Linked DNA regions of Mus musculus: region 1 is linked to region 2. A link is a contact called in public HiChIP or PLAC-seq data. All regions are on one chromosome and are shown on one strand. The core of a region is the stretch at or near the end of the contact, and the rest is flanking DNA. Distances in the headings are between cores, read along the strand shown.

Evidence for each region. HiChIP or PLAC-seq counts read pairs in DNA pulled down with a chosen protein or histone mark.
Region 1: a contact with region 2 is called in an HNF4G HiChIP or PLAC-seq map of pancreatic cancer cells. The contact joins the promoter of Grb7 here to the promoter of B230217C12Rik in region 2. A contact is called at or near these places in 1 of 39 promoter capture datasets (cranial neural crest) and 1 of 115 datasets of contacts at active chromatin or transcription factors (pancreatic cancer cells).

Annotation. Positions count from the first base shown.
Region 1 is chr11:98,444,950-98,448,249 of GRCm38.p6, reverse strand. It overlaps Grb7 (growth factor receptor bound protein 7), which reads right to left and starts at 1,416. Exons shown (of 15, transcript NM_010346.2): 1 at 1,001-1,416. It also overlaps a transcript of Mien1 not described here.
Region 2 is chr11:97,839,667-97,843,315 of GRCm38.p6, reverse strand. B230217C12Rik (RIKEN cDNA B230217C12 gene) reads right to left here and starts at 2,181. Exons shown (of 3, transcript NR_169086.1): 1 at 2,087-2,181; 2 at 1,740-1,842; 3 at 1-1,132.

The DNA.
Region 1 (3,300 bases), core at 167-2,666, 610 kb before region 2:
CGCGCTATTGGGGGAGAGCAGAGTCCAAGCTAGACAGACTCATGACCCAGAAGGCATTGCATTCTTGGGGGGAAAAGAGGGAGAAAAGGTTGAAAATACTATCAGCTGTCCCTCAGATGCACTCTGTCTCCATCCTACCATGAAAACCCAGACCTAACTAGGTCTTTCCCCCAACTTCAGCCTCAGGCAGGCCCACATACCCGGCCATACACTGTTTTCCAGGCCCCGAACTGCAGACCTTCACACTACACCCACCCCTCTAGCTTTCTTTGTCCACACTCATTTGCAGCCAGGAGGGATCCGCAGCCTGCTGAGCTTCCGTATCGGAGATGGGACCACAACGTGGAGAGATGCAGTTCCAACCATTGCGGGAGTCGCTCTCCCTTACTCCCCTCCGAATGGGAACCCCAGATTGTAGTAAACTGAGCTCAATAAGGTATTGAAGGGCAACCTCCGGATCTAGCACCCCCTACTAACTGGTGTTGGGTAAGAACTAGTTTTAGCCGGAAAGTCAAGATTTCAGGTGATGGAGAGACCTTACCTCGGGTCTCAGGGAGCAAGATGAGGAAGGGGAAGGATTGGTGATGCCAAGCAACAAACAAAACAAACAATGCAGCGCAGAGAGCATCAGGAGTGTGACTCTTTCCTTAGGGACCCAGACCTAACTTGCATCCCATCCCATCCCATCCCATCCCCCAAGATGAAGTTCCCGCTTCCGCCTTTACCCAGACCATAGCTCACCTGCCTGAGGCCACCGGTTTAGGGAGGAAGATTCCAGGCCTTAACTATCACCCACCCCCCTTCTCCCCCACCCCCACCCCCACCCCCCGCCTCTGGCCTGACCTCGCCGAGAGAGGGCGGTCAGGGGGGAGAGCGTGGCAGCCTCCCGGCCATCTAACTGGGCAGCAGGCCAGATCCGCTCGATGCAGGCACAACCTGGGGCCCTCGGTGAGGCTGGGGGTAGGAGCAGATTATCTAAGACCGATCTCGGTCGGCTTACCTGGAGCACCTCCAACAGAAGGAGCCGGACACCCGGCCCAAAGTCTGGCTCTGTCTAGAGATCCCAGACACTTAGATTTGATTTCGAATCCTTTCTCTCTTCTCTACAGATGGTAGAAAGGCTATCCCGCCTTTGGAATGTTGAGGCGGGAGAATATAGAGCGAGCCCTGCGTATCCAGATTCCAGGCCCAGGGAAACTAAAATTATCTCGGGCAGGTAAGGGCGGAGCCTGAGAGGCTCCCTGGAGAAGGAAGCGCAGGAGGAGGGGTGGAGACTCCTCACAATGCACCGCCTCGAATTGCTCTTGCCCTTCCTACTGAGCAGCAGGTGCTAGGAGAGAGGGAGAGAGAGAGAGAGAGCAGGTGCCCCGGAGAGAACAGGCTGGACAGAGAAAAATCTAGAATCCTGACTACATGGGAAGGGGAGTTTGGAGGCTGTTTGTTAAACGCGAATGGTCCCGCCCACTCCTACTCGTCCCATTCCAATGATGGTCAGTTCATTGGTCAAGCTAGGGGGCCGTCTTCAGCTCGGATCTCACCCCCTAGGGCAAAGGGCACTGGGCTTAAAAGGGAAGCCAGAAGAGGTGCTCTGCCCTTTGACCTCCAACCACAGTCCAGCCGCCCAGGCTGTTGTCCTGGCCCTGCTAAAATACCCAAGGTGCACCCTCTCTTCCGAGGCAAGTCCAGGGTCTCACCTTCCTAGTTTCAAGTTTAAGAGTGGCAAGGTGGCCTAGTGGGAGGGGCCACAGTTCTGGTGACCGTTGTGGCCTGATGCAGATGGCTTCTATTACAGCAGTTACTCCAGCTTTCTGGTTCAGCTCACAGCAAACATTGGAGGATCAGGAAGAGGGGTTGAGAGTCCCCAGATCAAAGGCAGCGGGCCACCTCCCAGCTTCCTATGGCTAAGAGTTAAGAAAACAAACAAGCCACTGGGGCGATAAGGGGTCTGCCCTGAGGAAGCACAGCCTCCCTTAGCTTTTCCGCTTGAAAAACTAATGTGGAAAGCCACCGTGGAAGTGTGTGCCTTTTAATCCCAGCTCTCTAGGGGCAGGGGCAGGTGGATCTCTGTGAGTTCGAGGCCAGCATGGTCTACATGGACAGTGAGGACTGTACAGAGAAGCCCTGTTTCAAAAACAGAGTGACGACAGACAGACAGACATCAGACAGACTAGTATGAATAGAGCAAAGCAAAAAGGTGAGGAAGGGGCAGGTTGCTTGGGCCAGGAAGCAATTTGAACAAATTGCAGGAGACAATTTCCTCATTTCCAACCTAGCAGACCTGTGCTTGGCGCTGGGTATACAGAGCAAAACAACAAAAACAGACCCGCCCTTTGCTGGCTGCAACCCAGTCGGGGAGACTGACCTTTAAGAGTCACACAAATAAGAAATGACAGGTGACAAGTTTGCCAGGTGAGTGACTCACAGGAGGCAGGGAAGGCCATGAAAACAAAGCCAGGGAGGACCTGGCAGTGAGTGGGAACCAGAGGGGTTAACCTGCCATGGTGGACCCCCAGTGTGGAGAAGCAGCTGCTGGGAGGGAATGCAGAAGAGAGTGGGGGTGGACAGGAACGGAGGCCATCAGGTAGTCTGGGCAGGTCTTGCAGGTACGGGAGGGGTGGAGGGAAAACACTGCAGCTCTTAAAAGGGGGGAACACAGTCTCTTAAGCTGCTCTGGAAAGAGCAGACCCGTGGGCCCCTCCTCAGCTACCAGAGTCTCAAAGCACTGAGGAGGCAGAGCCCCAGGAATGTGAGATATTGACAAGCCCTCAGGTGGCTGTTTTGCAAACCAGGTTTGAGAGCCATCCATCCTGTTTGTCCAGACTGGCAGGAGGAGTGGGCAGAAGCCAGACCCTGCCAGGAGTGCAGGGCTGCACTCTGAAAAAAGATCACTATGTAGAAGGCTGAGCTGGAGGAAAGCCAGACTCCAGCTGAATGAGTGATATTCTCTCTCTCTCTCTCTCTCTCTCTCTCTCTCTCTCCCCCTTCCCTCCCTCCCTTCCTGTCTGTCTGTCTGTCTGTCTTTTGTTTTTCAAGATAGGGTTTTTCCCTGTAACAGCCCTGGCTGTCCTGGAACTTGTTTTGTAGACCAGGCTGGCCTACAAAGATGCTCTCGAACTCACAGAGATCAGCCTGCCTCTGCCTCCTGCCTCTCTAGTGGTGGGATTATTACAGTCATGTGCCACCATGCCTGGCTCCATTTCTTTCTTTCTTTCTTTCTTTCTTTCTTTCTTTCTTTCTTTCTTTCTTTCTTTCTTTCTTCCTTCCTTCCTTCCTTCCTTCCTTTCAAGGATCTTTATAATA
Region 2 (3,649 bases), core at 932-3,431:
GACTGTGAGCCACTATCTAGGTGCTGGGAACCAAAACGGGGTCCCTTGCAAAAGCAACAAGTGTTGTTAACAGCTGAGTCATCTCTCCAGCCCCTCTCTAGAAGATAGGATCTCATGTAGTCAAGGCCGGCCTTGAACTCCTGACCCTTCTGTCTCTACTCCCAAGTGCTAGCATTACAGGCGTGTGCTACAGTACTCAGCTCGTTCCTTCTTGAAACAGCAATTGAACAAAATATTATTACAAGAAATTATTCATTCATTCTTTTTTTCTTGTTTATTTTAACCTAAAAAAGAAAATCAATGCAGAGCAATTATGGTAGAGTCTTTAAGGGAATAATAGATAACACGGATTTGGGGTCAGATCCATGCTGTATCCTAAAACACAGTTTGTTTGTGTGTTTGTTTGTTTGTTTGTTTGAACCCTAATTGGACAAGGAAATAACAGCTTTGTTATTTTAAAGATAAAGGAACGTTTAAAATTTTTTTTAAAGTTTTCAAACCCTTCCATTTAGGGTAAAGTTTTTCTCCTAAATTAATATAGCCATTTTGTTTCAATGCTTTATAGGTAAGCACAAAGAATAAGGACTTTACAACCATGCGCCTCTAGTCAACTAAGGAGCTGGGAACAAATGAGAAAAGGAGGGAAGAAATGATAAACCTTAAAGAATGCAAATAACGGGAATTTTGAGGGTGGGGGATGGGTTGTAAGTCAAGGGAAACCACGCAACCTCAGGCTGTACAAACTGTAAATTACTGATCAGTGTTTGCCCTTGAGGTTACAAGGGAACGCCTGCTTGTGAAGCAGAAAGCAAAGAATATTTTAGCATCGTGTGCAGTTGCATTTAGACCTAAGGAAAGGCTGTCCATATGAATGTTTGGGCAGTCTCCACTCTGACTTCACTGTTCCAATCTTCCATATTCTGAATAGTCCCTGTCTACAGCTCAATCGCATGCAGCAGCTGCCAGTGGCTGGCATTCTTGGACTAACTCCTGATGTCCCCAGGAGTGCCCCTGCCTCACAGAATGCCTTCGTGCCAAGGGTCAGCCACATCCGGATACACTGGAAGAGATCAGTTGGGCCTCAGGATTGCTGCTGGTGGTGAGAGGCCTCTTGCTGGACCCGACACAGGAGCTGTGGGAAACCCAAAAACAATGGTCAGCTGCAAACTGCAGCAGGGGTACCCCTACTGGTCAGGAACTAGCAGGAGTTCTGAGAATCCTCCCCATTCCTCTACACAACTGGGGAAAGTGGGCATCTCCCTCACCCCTTACCCCAAGTAGGTTTCATTTGCTATTTTTTCTCAAGTGGGAGTTAATCACTAGTGAACTAATGAATGCAGTTATGGCGCAGCAGTGAATTAATGAATACAATTATGCCAGCAGATTTGAAAACTGCCTTGTCCACACATAAGGATGTACTGTAGTCATTGTCAGGAGAGAATGGACAACTTGGTTTTGCATCTACCTGGAAGGAAATTAGGAAATAATAGTCTGTCCCCCTCCACCCCCCAGCACACTCCCTCCCATCCTACCTAAAACCTAGTGCATTTTATTTATATTTATTTATTTACTTATTTGTAGTGATGTTTATTTTTAAGAAATAACATTTTAAATCAATTCCCAAAGAAAGCTGGCCTTTCTTATTCTTTTCACATTGATCCAAGAAATGCTACGTCAATGTGTATGACAAATAGATACAAAAACAAGCTTTCTTTTCATTTTTTTTTTTTAATCAATACCCGAATAATGACCAGAAGCAAAACTCCACCGGTGCGTCAGCAAGCAGGATGCTCGGCCCTTCAGCTCCATCCTTCCCCTCGCAGCCCCTGCAGCGCCAGGCCACTAGAGAAGGTAAATTATGTAGGACAGAACCACCAGGCCTATGATGGCAAAGAACATGAGGATGAAAATATCCAGCATGGCTCAGTACAAGCAGAGGAGTCCCCTCGATTCCGGGGAAGTGGGAGCTGCAAGCGTGGAGGTCGGTCAGCGCGGAGAAATGGCTCCTCTTCCCTCCCGCTTCCTGTTCCCTCCCCCTCCCGGGGACCTGAAGCTAAGGGATGCTGCAACCCCATCAGCAACTTACTCTCCACCTCCACCATCACGGCCAGCCAATCACAAAGTCCACGGTGGGTAACCAGGGAACAGCTACTTTTAGACCAGGCAAAACCGGAGAGGTTTAATTTCTTCCCAGGAAGCCAGCCCCGCCCCTTTGTGTGGAAAAAAAAAAACAAAACAAAAAAACCGCTATCTCTATTTAGATACAGTTTCTGCACTGAGTGGGCTGCTCCGGAAGGTGTGAGCGGAGGATCTCTACAGACTCCTTAGGAATGGATTTTTCTGCCTTCCTTTTTCCTTCTCCCTCTCACACATCTCTGGTAATCTATCTCAGAAGACAAATTGTTGCCAGTTTTGTGGGCCATTACCTAGTTCAGAGAACATAGAGGAAGGTCTCATGTGAGTCTCAGGAGGCGAGGGGTGGGGGTAGGGCGACCCTGGGCATGGATCTGAGTTTTCTCACTGTGCTGGGGGTCATTTCAACCAGTCTGAAGTCTTTTAAAGCCTGAGCTCAAGGGTGGTCAGGAGCTTGCGTGATAAATTTAACAACTTGTCAATAGGGGGCAGGAGTCAAAGCGAGCCTCTCACATTCCACCAGACGCTGGCTTGCCTTGTTGGTCTGGGAGATCCTCAGAGCCCAAGCTCATTTGTGTCACATGAGGTCTCTCCTTCCCTTCTGTGGTGCCAGTTTCCCCCGTTTGTTTTCTCTGGATCTTCTGAATTTACCTCGTGTCGTCATCAGAGAAAACAGCAAAAAACCCACTCACACCCGCTCCTAGTGTCTAGAGATGCAAATCCAAGCATGGTTTTGTTGTTTCTTTTTGTATTATTATTAATTATTGTTGTTGTTTTATTTTGTCTTGAGGGAGTCTCAGTTAGCCCAGGCTGGCCCTTGACTGGATTCTCCTGACTCTACCTCTCAGCCTCTGAGCACTGCCATTACAGCTGGCTTTCATGTGGTTTCTTCTGAGGGACCGAATCTTACAAAAACTCAATGATAGGGCTCAAGGGGTAATGGTGTTGTACACCAAACCTGAGGACCTGAGTTCAATCCCTGGGGCCCACAGTGGAAAGACAAGGACTCCTTTCTGTTAGTTGTCCTGTGATGTCCACACATGCCCTTTGGTGTACACACACATACATAAACAATCACATTAAAAAAAAAAAACCCACACCCACTGCGATGTATTTTGATTCTTTCTGCTTTGTGTTGTGTACCAACTGTTTATTAAAAAGGAAAGGATTTCTATAGGTCAGTTTCTAAGGTCTGGCATTCTTAGACTCTCCCCAAATATTTTCTTTGAAGGGTCTAGACCTTGAGATCTTAATAACCCCCTTTCTTTTTTCTTTTCTTTTTTTTTTTTTTTTTTTTTTTTTTTTTTTTTGGTTTTTTGAGACAGGGTTTCCCTGCAGCCCTGGAACTCACTTTGTAGACCAGGCTGGCCTCAAACTCAGAAATCCACCTGCCTCTGCCTCCCGAGTGCTGGGATTAAAGTCGTGCACCACTGCGCCCGGCCAGTAACACCCTTTCTAACAGGAACTTAGTCCACTCTCAAGAGGGGAGCCCTCCTGAGCAGGCGAGTCCAGCAGA